Linked DNA regions of Arabidopsis thaliana: region 1 is linked to region 2. A link is a contact called in public ChIA-PET data. All regions are on one chromosome and are shown on one strand. The core of a region is the stretch at or near the end of the contact, and the rest is flanking DNA. Distances in the headings are between cores, read along the strand shown. Region 1 holds the start of DGD2 (digalactosyl diacylglycerol deficient 2). Region 2 holds the start of TRM15 (GPI-anchored adhesin-like protein, putative (DUF3741)).

The links. ChIA-PET counts read pairs in DNA pulled down with a chosen protein or histone mark.
Region 1: a contact with region 2 is called in an H3K4me3 ChIA-PET map of shoot, with 10 read pairs. The contact joins the promoter of DGD2 here to the promoter of TRM15 in region 2. A contact is called at or near these places in 3 of 26 Hi-C or Micro-C datasets (root, shoot and vegetative nucleus) and 1 of 2 datasets of contacts at active chromatin or transcription factors (shoot).

The regions. Positions count from the first base shown.
Region 1 is chr4:235,851-242,470 of TAIR10.1, reverse strand. DGD2 (digalactosyl diacylglycerol deficient 2) reads left to right here and starts at 1,892. Exons shown (of 5, transcript NM_116279.5): 1 at 1,892-2,233; 2 at 2,433-2,739; 3 at 2,910-3,176; 4 at 3,357-3,706; 5 at 3,801-4,516. The coding sequence starts at 2,452. The coding sequence ends at 4,317. AT4G00560 (NAD(P)-binding Rossmann-fold superfamily protein) reads left to right here. Exons shown (of 5, transcript NM_202762.2): 1 at 1-440; 2 at 569-728; 3 at 825-1,012; 4 at 1,316-1,446; 5 at 1,530-1,837. The coding sequence starts at 204. The coding sequence ends at 1,336. MYB3R2 (myb domain protein 3r2) reads left to right here and starts at 4,889. Exons shown (of 9, transcript NM_116278.1): 1 at 4,889-5,212; 2 at 5,458-5,512; 3 at 5,588-5,645; 4 at 5,736-5,845; 5 at 5,932-6,044; 6 at 6,147-6,275; 7 at 6,345-6,620. The coding sequence starts at 5,115. It overlaps NAD-ME2 (NAD-dependent malic enzyme 2), which reads left to right. Exons shown (of 19, transcript NM_116281.4): 19 at 1-10.
Region 2 is chr4:191,462-197,677 of TAIR10.1, reverse strand. TRM15 (GPI-anchored adhesin-like protein, putative (DUF3741)) reads right to left here and starts at 4,150. Exons shown (of 7, transcript NM_116269.4): 1 at 3,011-4,150; 2 at 2,367-2,559; 3 at 2,207-2,277; 4 at 763-2,116; 5 at 557-687; 6 at 262-448; 7 at 1-175. The coding sequence starts at 2,502.

The sequences.
Region 1 (6,620 bases), core at 643-3,142, 47 kb before region 2:
TGGTTTCGAGATTCAACCAACTTTGAAGAGTTGTTAATGCAGTTGCAGAAGCATGTTAACCGAAAATCATTCCAAACCGGAGAATATCAACTCGAACCAGAATACCAAACCGGAAATTCCAACAGTGATCGTGCTATGTTTAAGTTAAAATTTAAATTAAGCAAACACCGGAGAGTGATTGGATCGGGGAATTTGGGAAAAGTATGGAGAAGAAGACGAAAGTGCTAATTGTGGGAGGTACTGGATACTTGGGTCAGCATCTTCTTCAAGCTTTCGCCGGCAACTATGGCGGTGAATGTGAGCTATACGACGTCGCTTTCACTCACCATTCTTCTCCACTTCCCGCTCGTTTGCTCGACGCTTTCCCTCATTCCCCCGCGTTTCCTGTCGATCTTAAATCCGGTCTAGGGCTCAATTCCATATCCCAGGACTTTCGTCAGGTTCCGATTTCGTAATCTCTAGCTCGATTAATGTTCTTTCCTCTAGGAATTGCTTGGTAAATGAACATGTGAATCTGTGTATTAGACTCTCTGGTCTGAAAAGCAACACTTTGTTCCATTGATTATAGCCTGATGTGGTCGTGAATTGTGCTGCTCTGTCTGTCCCACGAGCTTGCGAGCAAGATCCAGATTCCGCCATGTCCATCAACGTACCTACTTCTCTTGTAAACTGGTTATCAAGTTTTGAGACTAACAAAACCTTGTTGATTCATCTCTCTACTGATCAAGGTTAGTTGCCAATTGCATTAGCCACTGTTATAGTGTTAATCTCATCATGAGTCATGACTTATGCTTTTGCACTTGGTTTTCATGTCTCAATTTCAGTTTATCAAGGTGTCAAGTCTTTCTACAAGGAAGAAGATGAGACTGTTGCAGTCAACGTTTATGGGAAATCAAAAGTTGCAGCAGAGCTTCTCATCAAGGATAAGTGTCAAAGCTTTGCAATATTGAGAAGTAGTATCATCTTTGGTCCTCAAACTGTATCACCTCTCCCCAAGACTCTCCCAATTCAGGTGCTTCTTAACACAATTTCTCAGAGATATATATACACACTTGAGTTCATTGAGTTAGCCATGAAACTGGTCGTCTTTTATGTTTTAGTGGATTGATAGCTCCTTAAAGAAAGGGGACACGGTAGACTTCTTCCATGACGAGTTTCGTTGCCCCATTTACGTTAAGGATCTTGTGAATATCACTTTCAAATTAATAGACAGATGGGTCTCTGGTAGATTCTTTTTTACTGAGTTTCATTCTCTCGCTCTGCATCATTGTACATAAAATGTAGAATCATAACAACATGTTGTTGCTGCTTTCAGATGATAAACAGATGCGGCTAGTTCTGAATGCTGGTGGACCCGAGAGGCTATCTCGTGTTCAAATGGCTCAAATGGTTGCAGAAGTCAGAGGATACGACCTGTCCTTGATTAAACATGTGTCTGCATCATCGGTATGTATGAGGCTTTCACAAATGAATCTCACTTGTTGAATATTGCAGATCAGTCACTTAATGAGTCTCAGCTATTTTGTCAGATTGATCGTGGCGTAGTGTCACCAGCAGATATATCTATGGACATAACTAAACTGATTCATACACTTGAGCTCTCTCCAACTTCTTTCAAGGAAGGTGTTAGGTTAACGCTTGACTCTGAATCTCATTCTCATATGCTCCCATGATAGTATTCCCTTATGTGCTCTTCTTTACCACTCTGCTTCTTTCTATGGAGAAAAATCTCGGTTTGAGAAAACCAATGTAAAACGGTTGATATGGTTTCGGAATTAAGGTTTGGTTTTCAATCAATAATTGTGGGATTGAAACGGCACACAGTTTGAGTAAGCAATGGGCTTGTCAATAATTGGGCCTACCCTATAACACTGGTCAAAGCCCGGCGTTCTTAACTTTGAAAGTGAAACTTGATGATGTTTAAATGTAAAAGAAACGACACGTAGTCTAGACACGCAAAGTCGTTTTTAGATTCTTCTTCGTTCTAGACTTGGCGGAAAAAGAATGTTGGAGATTGGAGGATCCTGCGAAGACCAACCAGTCTGTTAATTTTGTATAAACAATGAAACGAAGAAGATCTTCCGAGAATATTCTCTCCTTCTCACGCATACCCTAGAATATTGTTTCGTCTCTCTTCCTTCTACGTTTGCTTATTTGCCCCAACTCGACGCGAATCATCAGCTTTTATAAATTCTGTCAACTCAAAGATTGTTTCTGAATTGGAATCTTACAGGTATGGCTTCATTTTTTTTTTTTTTTTTTTTTTTTGATGTAATCGAAAATCGCTTGAATCGTGTGAAAAGATTGTTTGAATTTGCAGAAAAATTAAGAATTTGTAGTCGAATGTTATCCTTATTGGGAAGATGCAATAATCAGATCAAACTCAATTACAAGAATCTATTGGTTTACTCTTTTTGTTTGATAATTTGTAGAGGTTTAGCTTGAGATGATATGACTAATCAGCAGGAGCAACACATTGCGATATTTACAACAGCTAGTATTCCATGGCTTACGGGAACTGCTGTTAATCCTCTCTTCCGTGCTGCCTACCTTGCAAATGATGGGGAAAGACGGGTCACGTTGGTGATTCCATGGCTGACTTTGAAGCACCAAAAGCTTGTCTACCCAAATAGCATCACTTTTAGTTCCCCGTCAGAGCAAGAAGCTTATGTCCGCCAGTGGCTTGAGGAGAGAGTCTCTTTTCGTTTAGCCTTTGAGATACGTTTCTATCCTGGAAAGGTATGACTCTCAAGAATCTTCTTTTGGGTACCAAACACATACTGCTTCCTTTCATAGAGTCGATTGTTTCATTTCCGTGTGATATAGAGTTGAATTCTTCCATTTCTTTTACGTAGTACTCTGTGACTGTGTTGTGCCAACCTTAGCAATTCAAATTTATCTTATGGCAGTTTGCTATTGACAAAAGGAGTATTCTTCCTGTTGGGGATATATCTGATGCCATTCCTGATGAAGAGGCAGACATTGCTGTCCTCGAGGAGCCTGAGCATCTCACATGGTTTCATCATGGCCAAAAATGGAAAACTAAGTTCAACTACGTCATAGGAATCGTACACACTAACTACTTGGAATACGTTAAAAGAGAGAAACAAGGCCGTGTCAAAGCATTTTTCCTCAAATACTTAAATAGTTGGGTTGTTGGCATTTACTGCCACAAGGTAAACTTCTTTCTTCTTTACAGCCACTAGGACATGATAGAGTGATTGCTCAATTATGTGAATATATCCAATGGCTGGGTTTAATTTGAGAATCAAGACAGTTTGTTGGAATGTGACCACAATTATGGCCGGTCCTTTTGATGTGAATCAGGACTTGTACCAATGATGTTACTCCTGCAGGTAATCAGGTTATCTGCTGCGACTCAAGAATACCCTAAATCTATAGTCTGCAATGTTCATGGCGTCAACCCTAAATTTCTCGAAATTGGGTTGAGAAAACTAGAACAGCAGAAGCTCCAGGAGCAGCCCTTCACTAAAGGCGCATACTACATTGGTAAGATGGTCTGGAGCAAAGGGTACAAGGAGCTTCTTAAACTACTTGAGAAACACCAAAAGGAACTTGCCGAGTTAGAGGTTGATTTATACGGTGATGGAGAGGACTCTGAAGAGATCAAAGAAGCAGCCCGAAAACTCGACTTGACGGTTAATGTTTACCCAGGACGTGATCACGCTGACTCGCTATTTCACAAGTAAGTCTCTAGTTCTTAACAGCCTCAAGATTGATTGATTTCCTTGCAGTCTATCGGATTCTATACCTTAAACTTTTCCATCTTCTATTTTCAGCTATAAAGTGTTTCTCAACCCCAGCACGACAGACGTTGTGTGTACAACAACTGCAGAAGCCTTGGCGATGGGAAAAATAGTAGTATGCGCGAATCACATATCGAACAAGTTCTTCAAACAGTTTCCCAACTGCAGAACCTATGACGATGGACAAGGTTTTGTAAGAGCCACGCTCAAGGCTCTTGGGGAACAACCATCGCAACTTACAGAGCAACAAAGGCATGAACTATCATGGGAAGCTGCTACACAACGGTTTATAAAAGTCTCTGATCTGAACCGGTTATCAAGAGCTGATTCGAACTTGTCAAAGAGAAGTGTGTTTGCGTCATCTTCGATTAGTGTGGGGAAAAACTTGGAGGATATGTCAGCGTATATTCATTTCTTGGCGTCTGGATTTGAAGCTTCCAGAACAGCTTTTGGTGCTATACCTGGAAGCTTGCAGCCCGATGAAGAGTTATGTAGAGATCTTGGTTTGTCTCTCAACACTCCTTCCCCAAATACTCGCAAGCAAGATTGACCTGTTTTTTAATTTATCTTTGTCTGCATATCATTGGGATATTTTTGTGTATAAATCAATGTATACTATCTGAATCATTCTATAGCAGCTTTGGTGTAATATTGATGATGAAAGTTAGATTTTTCATCTTGTGGAACATGTATGATGACACGAGTCTGAATTATAAAATTTAGTATATGATTCCATTAAAAGAATCAGAAGCTGTACATATCATTTCGAATTCGCATTTGTCCACTTATGTGGCCAATTGCTCATATTAGAGCCATATCTAATTGCTAATAAGAAAACCATTTAACATATGAACTATGAGTAACTCGTGTCCTGTGCATTAATGGTTTACTTTTCATGGATTTTATTTATGCATACCATTCACTTTTCTTCTAATAAAGATCTTGTGAATCTTTTCTATTTTGCTAATATTTTTGTTTTTATTATCAAAAAGATAATATAGAATCTTAATCCCACAAAAAAAACATTTACCAAGAAAAAAAGTAATTAAATATTAATATTTTAGAGAGAAAAATGGACTAGAGAATCTCTTTATGCATAAAAAAAGATTTTTTGGATAGCCGTTACTGAACGACAAATCCTTTTCAGTCTCTCCTCTTTCTCTCGACAGAGCGATTTCAAGTCTTTCTCTCATAGATTAGAACTTTTTGCGATTGAAAAAACTCTTGTCCGTTCAATTTATAGTTTAAGATAGTTATGTAGTTTAGGATCTCGTTGTTTTCTTCTATATTCTCGTTAGTTGAGGCTGTTATTTAGGGTTTTAGGTTTTGTCAATTTCTGAAAGACTTATGACAGAGTCTATTGATTTAAATCGATCAGAGTCCGAGTCTGATAACAACACCGACGACGTTACTCCTATTTTTGCAATTGATGACTCTTCAAAAGGGTATGTTTCTCTTCGTCCATCTCTTGTTCGTTCCTCAATTATATTTTGTGGTTTGGTTTATATTTGTTGCAACTTGATGAATTTGGGGGTGGGTGTTATATATATATGTGATTAAGGTTTTTATGTGTGATGATTAAGATTAGTGGGAAATTTATAATATCAGTTTTAAGTATATATGTTTATATGTCATTAGGGTTTGATCTTATGATTGCTTTGTGATGTTTGATTTGTGGTTAAAGATACAGAAGAGTGAGTGGTCCTACTAGAAGATCAACTAAAGGAGGATGGACAGCCGAAGAGGTACTTATATCTCTTGTTATGTCTTGTCCAAGTTATATAAATGTGTCACTGAAACCTTTTTTCCATCTTATGCAGGACCAAATTTTGACGAATGTTGTGAAGAAGTACCAAGGGAGGAACTGGAAAAGGATTGGTAAATAATATTTTGATGTGTTAGCCATCAATATTTGCCCTAAAACCAATATACACTATATGAGTTTTTTTTCTCTTGTCTTTGGTTTAGCTGAATGCCTTCCTGGGTCGGAAGAGAATAGGAGGAATGATGTCCAATGTCAGCACCGTTGGCTTAAGGTTCTTGATCCAAGCCTCCAAAAAGGAGCTTGGAAAAAAGAGGTAACTACTTTTGCATTCCTTTCTTAATATATGCTATGTTACGTTGTTTCATTACCTAGTGATCATATATGTCTCTTGATATTCAGGAAGATGAACTCTTAAGTGAGTTGGTTAAAGATTATATGGAGAATGATAGGCCTCCATGGTCAAAAATTTCAAAGGAACTCCCTGGTCGCATCGGCAAGCAATGCCGCGAAAGGTTTCTTACATTTTTCTTTCTTTTCACATTTGGTTTGTGAACTTGATGACAAGTCCACATTTTCCCCATAATGTTGATTATGGGTTTTTTGTTATGTCTTAGGTGGCATAATCATTTGAATCCGACTATTATAAAATCTCCATGGACTAGAGAAGAGGAATTAATTCTCGTTCAAGCACAAAGAGGAAACGGCAACAAATGGGCAGAGATTGCCAAGCTATTGCCTGGAAGGTTTGTCCTTAAAACTAAGAAAACATTGTTGTGGATTTAACTAACCTTCTTGTTCGTGAAAACTAACAGGACGGAGAATAATATTAAGAACCATTGGAATTGTTCAGTTAAGAAAAGGCTAGAGCAGTTTCCTAGTAACCTCTTCTCTGGTGTGGTCTATGGTTCTAAACCTAGTTCTGGTTTTGAATACAACTTTTTCAATCAAAGAAACACGATGGTCGAGAGTTGCATAACATCACAAATCAAGGAAGCTGCAAAGAGTCCTCAAAGGGATTTCTTGGATTTAACTTTAGGACTGAATTGGAGGAGCATTTCTTCATCCACAAGCTCTCTTAGAGGAGAAGA
Region 2 (6,216 bases), core at 2,901-5,400:
TCAGAGAATTGCGCCTTTAGATAGAGCTCTTCGATGTCTGAGTCTACTGCGTCCAAGACAGCTTTTACATACTTAAACACCAATTCTTTGTCACTTGTCACAGAATTTTCTCGGTATGTAGGTGCAGGATCTTTTTCATCGAAGTGGATACACCACGGTTGCACCTCTGCTTCACCTGAGTTGTAAAAATGAGTCAATATTGAAGAACTAAGTACTAGAATCCAAGTCTAGTAGTAGATGTTGGGATCTTTTTCTACATACCAGACTGAGATCGCATTTTTGCTGGGCTTATATCATCTTCGACGAAGAGTGGCTCAAGAACTGATATTGGGCTTGACCACTCCGGAAAATCAGTAATAGCTGATTTGCACTCCTCAGTTTGAGCTAAACAGTGGGATGGTGAGGCCACAGAGGAAGACAGTGGTGGTTGGCTCTCTTCAAGAGAGGTCTGTAGAAAAAAAGAAGCAGCAAAACCAATTTAAGTCTTCCACCATTTCCTCATTTTAAAGTCCATACAAAAAAGGTAATGTTCTAGGGGTCAATCAAAATGACTTGCCTGTTTCGAGTTTATACTATCTCTCTGTTCATCCTGAGCTTCAACTTTTGATAAGTCACCAATCAATGTAGAGCTTGCTTCCTCTGGAACTTCATCTAGCTCATTGGGAATCATCACATCATCTGCAGAACCTGGAAGAAAGGTTATAAAATAAATTATTGTTACTCAAAACAGAGAGCCTTACTATGAGACAGAAATATTATTACCTGCAGAAAACATGTTATCTTCGTTAGCAGTTTCATCCTCAATGTCAACACTTTTCTCATTAGGTTCACTTGCGATTGGTTGGATAGAATCATCAGGTTCTTTGCTTAGATTGCAGACCTGAATATCAGTATTTTCCTCTGGTTGGCTCGCATGAGTTTCTTTCTTGATGTTCACAAGATTTATGAAATCCGCTGAAGCAGACTTCTTGTGAGCAGTTGAGCTCTTTTCCCATCTTCTTCCTGGGCTGTTTAGAGGAGACAAGTACTCAGGAAAGGAGAGAATTCTCCCTAGGCTTCTTTGGACCTGTCTGCTCGTTGACTTCGAATCAAGATCTCCATTGTTTAACATCTCAGACAGATGTTTCTTGGCCTCTGTGTAAATGTTGGATACCCTTTGCTTTTTATCATCTTCACTATGAGATTTCTTCTGAGATGTTGAAGGCTTCGCCATCCGCTCGAGAAAGAAATGATCTTTAGTTTTCGGAAACCCTTCCCCAAATCCCCCGGCCGGTTGCTCCTTTTTGATTGCATGTTTTAGTTTCCTCTTGATCTCAGAAAGAAAGTAATGTGAACTGTTTCTCTCGTTCTGCAATTTGTTTCCCATCAAATGAGAATCAGGTGACGAACCACGACTATTTCCTATGTCCGGACTTGAAAAGCTAGCTGATCTTGGCTTCAGAATGAAAATCCTATCTGAAGCTTCACATTCTTCTTGTGGTTCATCTTTTCTCCTGAAAAAGCTAGACCATTTCTTATCAGCAAGAGAAGATTGTTCTGACTCAACCAAACTCAAGCTTTCTGCTCCTTTCTCCCTAGGCACAAGTATCTCTGGATCTTGCAGAAGTTTGAGAAACAATTCTTCATCTGATCCCAGAATTTGAAACACTTCCATCAAATCCTTAGATGTAAGTATTTCACTATTTCCTCTGGGACGGTTCCCATGTAAAAGCTTCTGACTGATTAAAAACTTGACCAACTCCCTCAGTTTTTCTTTGTAATCTTCGTCATTCTTTGCATGGCTTGTACTTCTGCGATGAATTTCAGAATAGAACTCTTCAATCATATTATCAATGTCAACACTCCTTGCAGACCTACGATTTCTGCGTTGAACTAGAGGCTCTTCACTGTCAACTAAGTTCATATGGCTAAAATTATCGCAGCTTTTCTTGCGAGTCTTGTTTTTTCTCCTCTGGTTTTTCCTTCTTCTTCCTTCAAGTTCAGAGTCTGACAACTGTCCTGCTTCAGCATTCTCCCTCTGCTTCTTGATTTCCTTGTCAATGGACAACTCTTCTGCTATAAGCTTCTTCACACTTGGCTTTATAATCGTTATCGTGATATTGCGTTCTTCACCAACCTTTAAACAGTTCAAGGAATTAATCCACAGGAGACTCTTAAGACAATAGAAAAAGAGTTAAGGATGTTCCCAATAAGTTTAAAAGCTTACATGGGTTTCTTGAGCATCCTTTTCGCGGAATTTGGACTTGTTAAGCTCATTGTTCTTAGGATTTCCAGAAGCTGGAACAATCAACATAACTATCAGCCAAAAGAAGTCTTTCACGATTAATGCAAAACCAAAGATGCCAGAGACTTGAGAAGGTTGTTACCATGCTTTTGGTCGAGAAGCAGCTTGTGAGCCAGTGGTCCATGGCGGAAACTAAACATATTCATAAATCCCCACATGCACCCTAACTGTTCCCTCTCCTGTCGAGCAGCAGCACGACGTTGTGTTTTCTTCGCCATGACTTTCTATACAAATGCTCCTTCCTAACCTTCTATAACGTTGCCCCTTTAGAAATGCTGAAGAAGAACAAGAAAACTATTAAGCAGCAAACTATAAGACACACCACACACAACGGTACAATAATGAGTTTCAGATATAGAAATTACAACTCCGGTAAATTCTACTTATGGACAACAATCTCAGATCCTTGAGTAACAAACAACAAGAGAACAAGACCAAAAAATTTCCACGCTTAGGAGTACTTAAAAAGAGAAGAAAGAATTAGCCTTCCTAAACACTGCAATGGAATTCTTGAGAAATAAATTAAGATAACAAGTAAGAAGTAAAGGATCCTCTACCAGTTCCCTAAAGCAAACTCCTTTTATAATTTGCTTACTTGTTCAACTAATAAGGCAAAGATTAAGGAGAACTAAGAGAACACAAAGCCTGAGAGATACAGACTAATGGAGCAAATAAGATACCTTTCCCTATTGGAAAAAGACAGAAGAGGAAAGTACAAGAAAGTACCTCTTAGATTCTCCTGAATTCCTTAAATTCCAAACTTCATACAAGGGCAACAGCGATTGTAGCTAGATTTCATCTGCTTTGCTTACGTTTGAGCAAAGCCATAGAAAAATCCAATATATATAAAAAAAGTGTTGCAAGTTGCAGCAGCAGAGGTAAATTCCAAAACTTTCTTTCTTTTGATACCAAGACTTAAGGTTTCTCCTGAACCAGCTCTGATCGCCGGACAAAACGGTAGAAGAAGAAGAAGAAGAAAATTGAGATTTCTTCAAAGCCAAGGCCGAGAGAAGAGAATGAAGAAGATTAAGCAAAATGATAGCTTATAAAGTTGAAAACAGAGGAAAAGTTGATGATCCAATCTCCAAGCCACATTGTTTCATCTGACAACTTTTCCAGGTTCTGTCTGATAAAAACCCCCCCAAGCTTCCGTAATCATACACGATCAAATCAACAACAAAGGCGGAGAAAAAAGGATCATAAAAAATGCATCTTTAAATTTCCAAAGTTGATGAACAACCCAACCCAATAGAATAGAATAAACCTTCTTCTTACTGTTCAACATTCAAATAAAAAAGAGATCTTTTTTTCCTCATTTCTGTGTTGGTGGGCATCTTTTGACAAACAAGAGAAAGAGAGAGATAAAGATTAAATTTTGTTTATCTATCGATGACCGACAAAGCCATTAGTTCTCTGAATTGGGCAAAGGCAAAGAAAAAGTGAGAGAGAAATGGGAGAAAAAATCAGAGTAAAAAAGTGGAAAACTTTATGCCAATTTGACAACCACAACGTCGTGGCCTTTGCTAGCCTCCACAGGAGAAAGAAATATAAAGAGAACAATCACAGTTGGAAAATGGGCCCATCATCTTCTATTCCTCTCTACAGAAACAACAGAGGAGAGAGAGAGAGAGAGAGAGAAAAAGTTAGAAGCTTTACATGGAAGAAAAGTATTTTGCAGAGATTTTTTCAACAGCCTTCATCATTAGCCTCACCGGTAAATAATTGATCTCTCAAAGCTCTGAATTTGAGACATGGCAGTGACGAGGATTGTTGTCTGCGAGCATGAAAGCAGAGAGAAAAACAAAATGGGCTTGTATGAATAAAAGTGAAAATATAGGGGTCAAATTGTAACGTTTAGAGGAAAAAGGTGCAAATAGATAAATTATAAGAATAAGTGAAAGTGAAACTATAGGGGTCAAATTGTAACTTTTTAGAGAAAGAGGGTGCAAATAGATAAATTATAAGAATTGAGTGGGCGCGGCCAAAGAGGAGAGACGTAATTGGTCATTGGTGCTTTTGCTTGGCTGGTTATGGAATATGGAGAACACGTAGTATTTGAGATTATTACACCAAATGCGATTGTTTTCATTGACCAAGTCATTAATCTAAAGTTAACGACGACGTTTTGTCATTCTCTTAAGGAAGAGTTGTGCTTTTCTAAACCATGTCCGAAAACCGAGTGTAACCAAAACATTAGCTAGAGTTCTTGTTTCAACCGTCGATTATAGATATAATATTTTGTTGTGACTCGTGTGCATATATTGTAACGTCACGTCAATCGTCTCTATCTTAACTCGAGTTTGAATCGCAAAAAAAACTTATATATGATATTAAATACACAAATAGAACTTTACAATATCAAGAAACTATTTATTTGTTTGAATCTAATCAAACAGAGCATAATTGAATGTTAGAACTCGTACTTAAAGTTTCCGTTAAGCAAAATGTTGTTATGTGGGGTTTACTGATAAAGCCAAGCACTTTATGGTACAACAGAAATAATTAGCTAGCATTGTCTGATTCATGTGGCATAGCAATTAGCAAAAGTCGAAACCATTTGGTATATATATCAAAATTTAATCGAATAGATCTTGACCATGCTCAGTTACTTGAGTTGAGTTTTCTTTAAGCAACTTAATTCAGTCAGGGACGGGACCATAGTTATACATTTACATACACAAAACACACATAGTTACCACTTATCTATCAATAGCACGCGTACAAACGTATACACTATTTTATAGTATAAATTAAGATTCAGAAATTGATACAAACGTGTCATTGTTTTTTGAGGTTGGCACTTATCGACCGACAAATAGATATTGACGACATAAACTCTCTCCCACTGAGGAATTGTTTTTTTTTTTGGGTACAAACCACTGACGAAGTTAGTGACACTGTAAGCAATTTTTCCCTTAACGTGGAGTTTCTAAGCATCTAAACCGTATTATTATCACAATTTATATCATTTACAATTTAATGGTGACCGAACTGTACAATGCGGTGCGTTTCAAATAGTGCAAAATTCTCTGCATATATGTATAAGCAGGCTCGGCTTAGAGGCAGTGCTAAAGCACTGGATCCACCATTTTTTTCTAATTTTAACAAGGTTTTAAGATCTAAATTTTTTGATATTTTTGCAATAAGGGTCCAAAATTTTAAAAGTTTGTAACTAACACTTTAAATTTTCTGAAAACAAAAATTTGAGCACAAGGTCCAAAAATAATATGAGCCGACCTGTGTATAAGTATATATTTTCGTTATTATTTAAACCGGACCGCACTTAATTCGCAATTAAACTTCACGTCTCCATTCGGACCTATAAGGTCCTTGCAAAATATTGTGATATATTATTGCAAAATATAGAAATCATTTTTGCAAGTGATATATTAAAAAAATAAATCCAAATTATCACAAATAAAAACTATACATGCTAAATATATTAAATATTGCAGTTGAACCTTTAAAATTATTTCTTAGTTAAAATCTATTGAACTTTAGGAATGGGTAGGATAATAATAGTAGTTGAGAATCATGACTACCATAACTACTAACTAGTTTGGGTCAATGGACTTTATCTTGATGTTTCACCTACACATCAAAAACCATCGAAGCTTTAATCTTTTAAAAGGTTAAAATACATCATTAAGCAACTTGACAGGACAATCTTGGTGATTGCTTTACAAATCTCAAAGACGATAACACATGAATTTTCTTCTTTCACTGTAATTGTTTTTTTCTTAAAATAAGGTTTAGGCCAAAAGCAAATCTAACCAATATTAAAAAAAAAAAAATTGCTGAAAAAGGGCAATGGATGAGTTGTTTTACCTGACGGATAAGCAACATTATAGTAGCCTTAATCATAATGTTGGGCGTAATTAAATATATATGTGGGTTAAGAATTTTCTAAACCTGTCACTTCACTTTAGTTA